Regions from separate parts of the Anser cygnoides genome. Here region 2 is linked to region 1. Evidence: chromatin contacts called from public Hi-C data. All regions are on one chromosome and are shown on one strand. Each heading gives the region's core, a stretch centred on a gene start, on an enhancer-like site or on the middle of the called end of the contact. The rest is flanking DNA. Distances are from core to core; before and after follow the strand shown. Region 1 holds the start of ACBD5 (acyl-CoA binding domain containing 5). Region 2 overlaps ABI1 (abl interactor 1).

Region 1 (4,670 bases), core at 1,216-3,715:
AGTTTAATTGCTGCCCCCAGTTACCACCATTGCTACCCATGACCTAGAAAATACCCATCTCTCCAGTTTTGCAAGACAAAAAACTCCAATGAAAGTTTTTTTTTTTTTTTAGCATTGCAGAAAGAATCTGTCAAAATACAGGCTGGAATAAAACATTCCCTTACCCACTCTTGCACTTGATTTGACACTGCCCCTACCTCTTGCCAGAGTATTTGTCCCACTTACAGCAATACCCCAAGGCTGGTGGCTCACATTTGAACTACAAACAGCCGACCATATAGACAGCAGTAATACTCGCTCTTCAGGACAAAATGATTATAAAAACTTAATAAGAAAAGTCTTGATATGGGTTTTCAAACAGATCTCAGTAGTCTCACAAATCAGAAGTCTTCCCAGCACAAGGAGAATACTGACAGTGGTAAGTTCTGCCATCGGGCAGACAAACCAGAAAGACACACACTAGACCTCTCTTCAAGAGCTTGAAGCTGTATTCATCATGTCTTTCAATGAGCACCTATTTACTTCTTGTGTTATCTTGTATGATGTGAGCATTAAGGAAGAATTCCAGACACTATTCCACATCACACACCCTGCAGAGCACCTACAGTTTTGTTCTGTGGTGTGGGATAAACACTGCAAAGATACCATGATAGTGTCTGTCCAAAAAAATAAATCACCTGAGCTAGAAAGTTGGAGCACAAGGAAGAAAATAAATTGAAGCATCAAAGATTAAGAAAAAGAAATAAACTCACTAATATCTTCCTCCAACAACCACTCTTCTAAACATCTCCACTCAAAGCATAAAAAAAAAAAAAAAACATGAAAAGTTACCATTTATATCTACCAATTGGATCCCAAAATCCAGGTCTTGGAATGTTACAGGGTCCTTGTGTTGCCTGCTTATAAAAGCTATAGAACTTCAGCATCATTTCGTTTGTTGGCTGGAATGAACCTAGTGAAAGCATTTTAAAATACAATTAAATCGTAGTCAAGATTATTAACAAGTATCTCACAAGGTTAGTATTTCTGCCTGAAGATAGCCTGCAGTTTGTTACAGCCTGATTCACAGCAGTACAGTTGGAGTCAGGGAAAAACACCTTCAGCTAGCTGGAGTCAGCCCCACTGACAATATTTACTTTACAGAGAGCACACGCTTCAGATCAAATTGAAGGGACTATAACCTTTACAACTGCTAACGTCAGAATCCACAATTAGCAAAAGAGTAATAAGTAACAAAGAGCAAGCCTCCTTTCACTTAGTTTAAAGGGACAGATTCAGCTTGGAGTAAACACAGTATGTCACAAGCCATTTTGATGTTACAAGCAGTAACTTACTGAAAGGCTACAGAATTTAAAAAAAGGCACTTTTTAGTTGTTTATTTCGATATTTGACAGGACTTTCAATAACAGTTTGACTGTTCCTCCTGGTTTTGTTTTCTCTCCTTCGTGAAGCAAACACTTGTAGAGACAGGAAATGTAAACACAGAGCTGCAATAATTGGCAGAGGAGATTCACACCTACTCCGCTGGGTTAATTATTTCGAGGTTGGATTCCAGTCATTAGGGGCTGCTTACAGTGACCTTTATCTTGGTACCCCAACAAACCCGGTTTTACAGAAATACTTATTTTACAGAAATAAGTAATGATGCAATTAGTGATTTATTTTTTTTTTTAGAATTATTAATGAAAGGATAAGAGCTGGTTCTTCACTCTACCGCTTCACTAACTTTGAACAGGGGGAACTGATGACAACCCCGAAGCCGTCAAAGCAACTTTAGGATTTAAGCAGGCGAAGGCCCCTCCCGCAGGGAGCTGAGGACCCCTCCTTCAGGAGGAACTTTTGGGGCGAGCTCGGGAGCCCCAAACCCGCGTTTCTCCAGGCAGGGGGGGAGCGATAAGAGCAGGGCCACCTCCTGCTGACCCCCAGCGCCCCGTCCCGTCCCCCCCGGTGCCAGCGAGGCCCCGGCCGCCCCCAGGCCGCTCTCACCGTTTTTGGGCAGGCTCTGGATCACCTTCACGGCCGCCTCGAACCTGGTGGCGTGCACCGAGCCGGTCTCCGCCATCTCCCCGTCCCGTTCCCGACCGCCTGCCTCCTCCTCCTGCTGCTGCTGCCGCTGCTCAGCCTCCTTCGCCGGGCCGCCTGCAGCACGGGAGAGGGGCAGGGAGGCTCCGGGCCCTGCGCCGCCACCCCACCGCCCCCCGGCGGCAGCGGGACGGGGTGCCCGGCCCGGCCCGGCCCGGCCCGGCCCGGCCCTCCCCTGCCCCGCTCCCCTCGGTCTGGGCGCAGCTCAGCCCACCCGCGGCCCGGCCCAGCCTGGCCCCGCAGCCCACCCCTACCTCCCTGCCGGCCTCAGGCGCCCATGTTACGCCTTCCCCTCCCTTCGCACCGCCCCGAGGCCTCCAGGGGGCTCGCTGGGAAACGTAGTCCGCGGCCTCCCCGCTCCCTGCTCGGCCCTTTCCTTCCTCCTCACGCCGGGGCTGAGGATCAGCGCCCGGGCGGCCTCCGAGGGATGCCTCCGGCGGAGCCCCGGGGCCTGAGGCGTTGGGTCTTAGCCTAGTTGAAGGGCTGCCCCTCAGGAGACTGTTTTCTCCTTTATTTTTACCTCAATTAGGTTTATTTTTCACTCGTTTCTTTATCCTCTCTTCCTACCCTTTCTCTTCCTTGCTTGTTACATTATACTAAGATTTCAAAAGGTGCCATGCCCCTGTTGTACAGCACTGACCCAGTACCCAGTATCGTCCCCAGTATCTTCAGGAGATTCCTGAAGATAGGAATTGCAAACAGGATTCCCCACCGCCGTGGCACTGCTTTGCTGCGTCCCCCCTCTCCTCACAGCTGCCCTCTCACCCACACCTGCTCCCACATAATCCACCTAAGTGTGAATTCACTCTAGCCACATATTTATTGTTATTATTTAATAGCAGTAATGACTCCTATTTACATTAAAATTTTAGGAATGGGATTTTAAAAACCTAGAACCCTGGAAATAACTATTGCCATGGCATTCAGAGATGAGGGTGAATGCCATTTCAGCGCTCAGTAGCTAAATAAATGAATGGCCTCATTCAGAAGTGCTGTGCATCCAGCGCATGAAATCAGACAAAAGTATGCTAAAACTACTTTGTAGCAAGTGGAATAATTTACCCAGTGAGCCTCAGGATGAATTAATAGCCCCTTTAGATGGAATTGAGTACAAAATCTTGGCATTCAAGTCAGTTCATTTATCTGGTACACAACATATATTTTAAATTCCTCTTAAGGCAGTTGTGTACTCACAGTATATGCCCTCTGGTGGGAAAGAAAAGCTCCACAGAGAGGGAATTACAGCAGATCAGACTGTGCTCTGCTGAGCTAGTGCATTCCACAAGGTCAGCAGCCAGCTGGCCCGGGAGAGCTTTACTGGCGAGAAGCTTACGCTTCCAGAGGTGTTCAAATAGGATTCCCCACACTGGGTAAATGACAAACCCATGTTATGAACATCGCCGCAGCACTCATATGAATGTTACAGATGAATTTCCCTGAATTTTTCAAGTGCTAGATTTCTGAAGCCCTTGTGAGCTTTATACTAAGATCCATCTTCTTTATATCCATGAAGGTAGGAATGACAGAAGCTCAGATCAAAGGGAAGTGTTTGTTTGAAGATAAGTGGGTCCCTGTATAAATATGGATTTTTTGAAAATGCAAAGAGTTAATTGCAAAATAAATAAATAAATAAATACATGGCCTCTTGTGAGGCCAGCTGGTGTATAAATTCTATTTACCTAAGAAAATCTATAATGACATTTGCCATTTAATTGTTTTAAGAGAGATGAAGTCTGCATTTTTATAACGAATGTTCCCAGTCTTTCACTGGAAGTAAGCTTTAAAAGAGATGCAAATGACAACCTATTTAATGGCTGTGTGCAAAAACAGAAGCTGCCATCTTTGCACCGAAGATGTGTGAGAGTGTGAGATCTGCAGATCTAGAATGAGGCACTTGAAAATGAAGTAACCCAAAATAATCAGTACCATCACGCTCTGAGACAAGGATGAAATAGTAAATGAGAGGCAAATTATAAGCGCTGGTGAGCCTGCGAGAATATATCACAAACGACTAGTTAATTTAAATGCTCATACATAATACTAATCAGCATGCCATTAGCTGTCCTTATATATGCATATTGCATTCTCATTGTATTGACTTCCATGTAGGGTTAATACAGGTAATAAAGGAGAGCCTCTCATCTCTTGCAGACAGCGAGGAACAAATCTGGAACTTTTTCTTGGGCCAAGGATCTAGACTCCATTATTGTGGGAACAGCATTATAAGATGTTCCTCTGTTGTCTGCTGGGTACTTATTGGGAATGACCTAAAGTTTGTAAGATCTACTTATAATCTATGTGTTGAAGTGGATTGTGTTTCTGTCACTCTGCAAAAGTGGCCTCCAAAACAGTCATAAGTATGACCATCTTTTTTTTTTTAATTATTATTTTTTATTTTTGATCCAGTATATGAGAAGCTAAACGCTGGGAACTGTGATAGAAAGACTGACCAGAGATGCCCATCATTTGAGGTGTGAGAGGAGAAACCAGAGTACTCTGCTACCAGCGTGGTTTGGCAGTGAGCGTTATGTGTGACACTTGACATGTCTGTATACCTTCCTATCCTCACCCTTCTCTTCAGCTGGTGT
Region 2 (4,565 bases), core at 841-3,340, 67 kb after region 1:
CTAAGTCAGAAGCTGCAGATAGAATCACAGGTAGTAAAACAGATCTTACTATTCATATTCAAATACAAGCAAGCTTGGTATCAAGACAGTTGTACCAGGAAGGAAATGAAACTCCTTTCTCTGCACCGCTCCCTGCCGCATGCATTGCAGGGTTTTATTGGCTAGGCTCAATCTGAAGCTTGTGTCTCTGCCCAGTATTTTATAACATCAAGCAAAATTTCTGCTGAAAGCAGATACCCTATTTGATGGCTTGCTAGCCTGACTTGATATGTCAAATCTAGTGTTGCAATTGTTTTGTTGTTGACTAGAAATCCTACTTTTATCTTTATGGCATTCTTTTCCCTTATGTTGCCAGCAATTCAGTCTTTGATTACGGGGATTTCACTGCTCTCAGATGTGAAATGAATGAAGTCCTGTTCTCTCTGTTAACTTGCTGTTTAATAGCACTGACCCTAGCAAGGCCTGTAACTCTCAATTCGGGCTTGTAGAGATGACTTGCAGGCAGTCCAGCACCGGCTTTGTGCAGGTCCACTTGCCAAGACTCAGTGCAGGTGACGCGTACTTGCACCAAATACGCTGGGAAGATGGGGCTGGAAAGTGGTAAGGGGTCGTGCTGCATGCAAGACTGCTGTCTTGTGTCTGTGCTTTTGCTCATATAAAGTAATTCTAACCTACGTTGCTAACACCTAGATATGTGTAATGCTGATTTGCCCAGTAATCAGGGCTTTACTTCATTTCAAATCAAGTTTCAGTAATAGACTCAACCCCATATTCAACCACAAACTGAAAAGGCGAAAAAGGGAAACAATGTCAAAATTAGGGAGCGCTGTTGCTAATAACACGCAGTTCTGCCTTCCTTTTCTCCTTGCTTTCTCTTAAATAGCAGCTTCAGGTGGCCTGTGGAGTTTGAGCCTACGTTTGTTCTTGTCTGAATGAACCTGGAGCCAAACTGAAAAATTACCTCCTCGCAGATCTTTGCAGCACAGTGCAGTTGTTTGAAGGACATTTATGATATGATTTAAAAAAAAAAAAAATCTTAAATTTTTGTATGAAATGGCCCGAAAAACTGTCATTAAAAACGGTGGCGTAATTTTAGGATTTTTTTTTTGTCTAATGTATGTCGAATATTACAGTTTTAAATCAAGGAAATGCCCTTGAAGTGGCTTTTCACTCACCCGTGAAGACATGGGTGAAAGTGGTGTTGATTTTAAAAAAAAAAAACTTAGTTTGTAGCTTCTTATAAATTAAATTATTAAAATATTTTTGGGGTTTCATCTGCCTACTGTTTTTATGTGATAACCATGAGGACTGGGTTCTTCCCTCTGCTGTTAGCCCACTCTTCCCAAAAGCCTGGCAGCTTTTCCTGGGTCTTCAGTGCCACAAAGAGCTTCTCCTCATCTCCTCACCAGGTGAGGGTGTGCGCTCATTTAGGCTGGTTCTTGAGGAGCTGGAGAACAGCATAGTGGGAAGCCTTAAGCAGAGTTTTTCTGCACAATGCTTCTGGCACATCAGTTAATTTAGCACAGATCTGAAAGGTGTTTATCTGGTGTGAATCTGTGGTATCGGTGCAGTGAGTTGTCTTGACCTTCAGGACAGCCTGATACTGGCAACAGCTGATGAGTTGATTAAAAAAAAAAAGAAGTCTGCACTTTACCAACTGGGCTTACATTTAATGATATATTCTGTGGCTCTGTGAGTATGTGGCTCATAAAAGTGGTTTGAGATGCAGGGGCTCAACATTATGGAGATGACCAAAGCTTGAAGTTGATTTTTTCAATCTGATCCTTATATATGTGGGCTTCATTAAACTATTGAGATATTTCCCTGAATTAGCTTGGCCAGGTATACTGCAGCCTCTGTCTCTGTAAAGGATTTGTCGAGGGCATCTTGCACGCTTTAGAGCACGGGTAGAGCTGTGTCAGCGGCACACAAAAGGAAAGAATTCAATTCTTGCTGCATCATTGCTGCACTCCACTTGGCCTTGAGGCTACTTCTGAGAAAGCAAGCAGTTAAAGTTTAACTCCACATCCTGTTGATCCACTGCTTCTTTCAAATGGTTGGAAGCAGACAGATAGCGGAGGCAGCTAATCATTAACAGTCCCTTCAACCTCCAAGCTCAACTTTGCTTCTGGAGTTAGCTGGCATGTTCCCTAGCACTTAGTTGCAGTGGCAGAGGGGTTTAGCTTAAATTTGCTTCCTAAAGAAAACATGTGCTTCTGGAAGGGCTGGCTTTCCTCTTCTCCAAATCAGTACAGTGCTGGACTTCTTCCTTCTGGATGATGTCTAGGAGTGAGAATCCCATCCCCATTTCCAAAACCTTAGATTACACCACACAGTTGTTTCAGAATGAACCCAGTGTATTTGAAGCTGGTCTGCGTGTTCCCTGGTGCATGTTAACCTGTGCGAACCCAAGCCTGTTTGCCACATTTTGCTTCTCGTCATCTCTGAAGTGTAGAATTAGGTCTCGTGTATGAAATGGCAAGCCACCTACTGCTGAGCCGTCCCCTTACCACATCCAAGTGGGCACCAGCTCACAGCTGCAGGTGCCAGCTGTGGCCAGGGCTCAGGATGGCCTGGTTTGGCTGTTACCTGGTGTGTTTGGCTTGTCTCACTTGGGAATTAGCTGTTGTCTGGCTGGACAGCTATGCTATCCTCCTAGAAACGGCTTTTTCTTCTTTTTGGAAGTGAAAAAATCAAGGCTCTGTTGCCTATGACTAAACGATAAACTTCCACATCACCATCAAGCAAATTAATACAAATACAAAAATGAACAACTATTGCGCTTTGTATTGTCTGCTGAGCACGCAACAATTCACATGCATTGTTATGTGCAAAGCATATGTTTGGAGCCTTGGCTTTGCACAGGGCAAAACACCACCTTGCTTTTCTAGTGTACCAGATGTGGGAAGTAAGAGCTGCAGTCTCGTTTGCTTTGAGCAGCAAATCTCTTATTCTCTGCTCTAGTAATTTATGGAATTCATTGTTCATTGCAGGGAGGAAAAGTCAGTCTTCATGAGCCACCTGCTAGGAAAAGATGCATGTTTTTGTTCTGTGAAGAGCTTTGGTTTTTTTCTTTGCCATCAACATTAAGAGAACTTTTAGTATAAAGATGCATTTTTGTCCACACTGAACAAAAATTAATTTATTAGTAGCAACAGATTCTGCTCATAAGAGTGAAGTAAAAATATGAATTTCAGTGTGCACAGTAGCATTTTAAAACGTCCTCTTTTAAGACCCTGTAGTGTGTGCCTTAAGATAACATTCTCTGTGGCATCCCGTGTTGTTTAGGTGACTTTGAAATGTTTATTTTTTACCTGTGCAGTCCTCATGTATTAAAAATGTGAGGAGTTGCACCTTAGAGTTCTGCAAGATAGTTTGAGGCATTGCATGTGAGTGGCTCACTGAACAAAAGGGTCCAAGTTGTACAGAGGTATTGGAAGAGAGATGATCTAAGAATGTGTAGCAGAATACTCAAATAATGGCTCTTGATCTTGCTGAAAGCCAACTAAAAGACAGCACTAACACATTTCAGTCTCTAAAAGGAAAAGAACAAATAATAGCTTGAGTTGAAGAAACACAGGTAGTCTTGTTCTTAAGTCTTTGCTCTGTCTTCTGTGAAATCGGCTTCCAGAACGAACGTGGGTGCAGTGGCTGATGTATTTGATACTGATGTAATGACAAATGCTTCATGTCTAGGGTTGTCTAATTTAGAAAGGTGCTTTTTTTTTTTTTTTTTCCACCCTGACTGGCATTTTTTCAGGGTATGAGTATTTAGAACAACGAAGCTTGACCCAAAGCTTCCAAAACTTCATTGGGGTATGTAATTAACTTACTTCAAAAAAGCTAATGCAGACATACACACTTAATGTCTTGCATTGCTCTGGAAAAGTCAGAACTTTTATTTTTGTTATGATTCCTTACCTTTCAAAGTAAGACCCTTTTGCAGTGTTACAAGCTGTCTATTATTTAGCTTTAAGCTGTGAAAACAAGCTTGCTCGATATCACTGCTTTTAGATGCTTCTCCACTTGTGTTCCCACTTGCAATCTGCAATGCCGTGTACTAAAGCTGTTGAAGAATTTCTTTCTATACTTAAGAAAATTAAACAGTATGAGAGCGTATACACTTGGTAAAGAGGGGGTAAAAGACGGGGGTAGAAGAGTTATCAATTGAAGGAATTTGATAGTGAACTCTGAACACTGCTGACTTTTCTAGAAATTAGAAATGGTCATTTCCTCGATGCTTACCTTTTTCTTTTTCATCCTGCCTCATGTGGAGTGAAACACAAACTAATTTTGTGCTTCATCTTTGGTTCTGCTTTACTAAACAAAACCTTGCTCTTGCTAATATCCACTTTAGCTTAGGGCATTTCTAGAGATGTACCCAAACCAGTACTGATGGGCGAAGAATTTTTTTTTTTTCTGAGCTTTGACGCTCTGTCTGTTCAGGAGAAATCGACGCTCACAGACTAAGAATTATTTTCCTTAGTGGAAAAAGTGATGGTTTAATAGGTTTTCTTCAAAGTGACTTAGAGTGGTGGTTTTTGTCAGGTACCGTCTTCAGCAAT

The links. A called contact is a pair of places that touch in the nucleus more often than the background predicts.
Region 2: a contact with region 1 is called in a Hi-C map of liver, with 4 times the contacts expected there. The contact joins the enhancer-like site here to the promoter of ACBD5 in region 1. A contact is called at or near these places in 2 of 7 Hi-C or Micro-C datasets (both in liver).

What each region holds. Positions count from the first base shown.
Region 1 is chr2:17,864,418-17,869,087 of Taihu_goose_T2T_genome, forward strand. It overlaps ACBD5 (acyl-CoA binding domain containing 5), which reads right to left and starts at 2,466. Exons shown (of 14, transcript XM_048048473.2): 1 at 2,337-2,466; 2 at 1,987-2,139; 3 at 832-952. The coding sequence starts at 2,062.
Region 2 is chr2:17,931,546-17,936,110 of Taihu_goose_T2T_genome, forward strand. All of the region lies in intron 2 of ABI1 (abl interactor 1), which reads left to right. Among named protein-coding and RNA genes, the nearest start is that of ABI1, 46 kb to the left of the region's middle. Within about 2 kb of position 2,091, at least 3 of the 3 cell types and tissues checked have open chromatin away from gene starts, as enhancers often do. A contact at or near this core is called in liver, where this site is marked.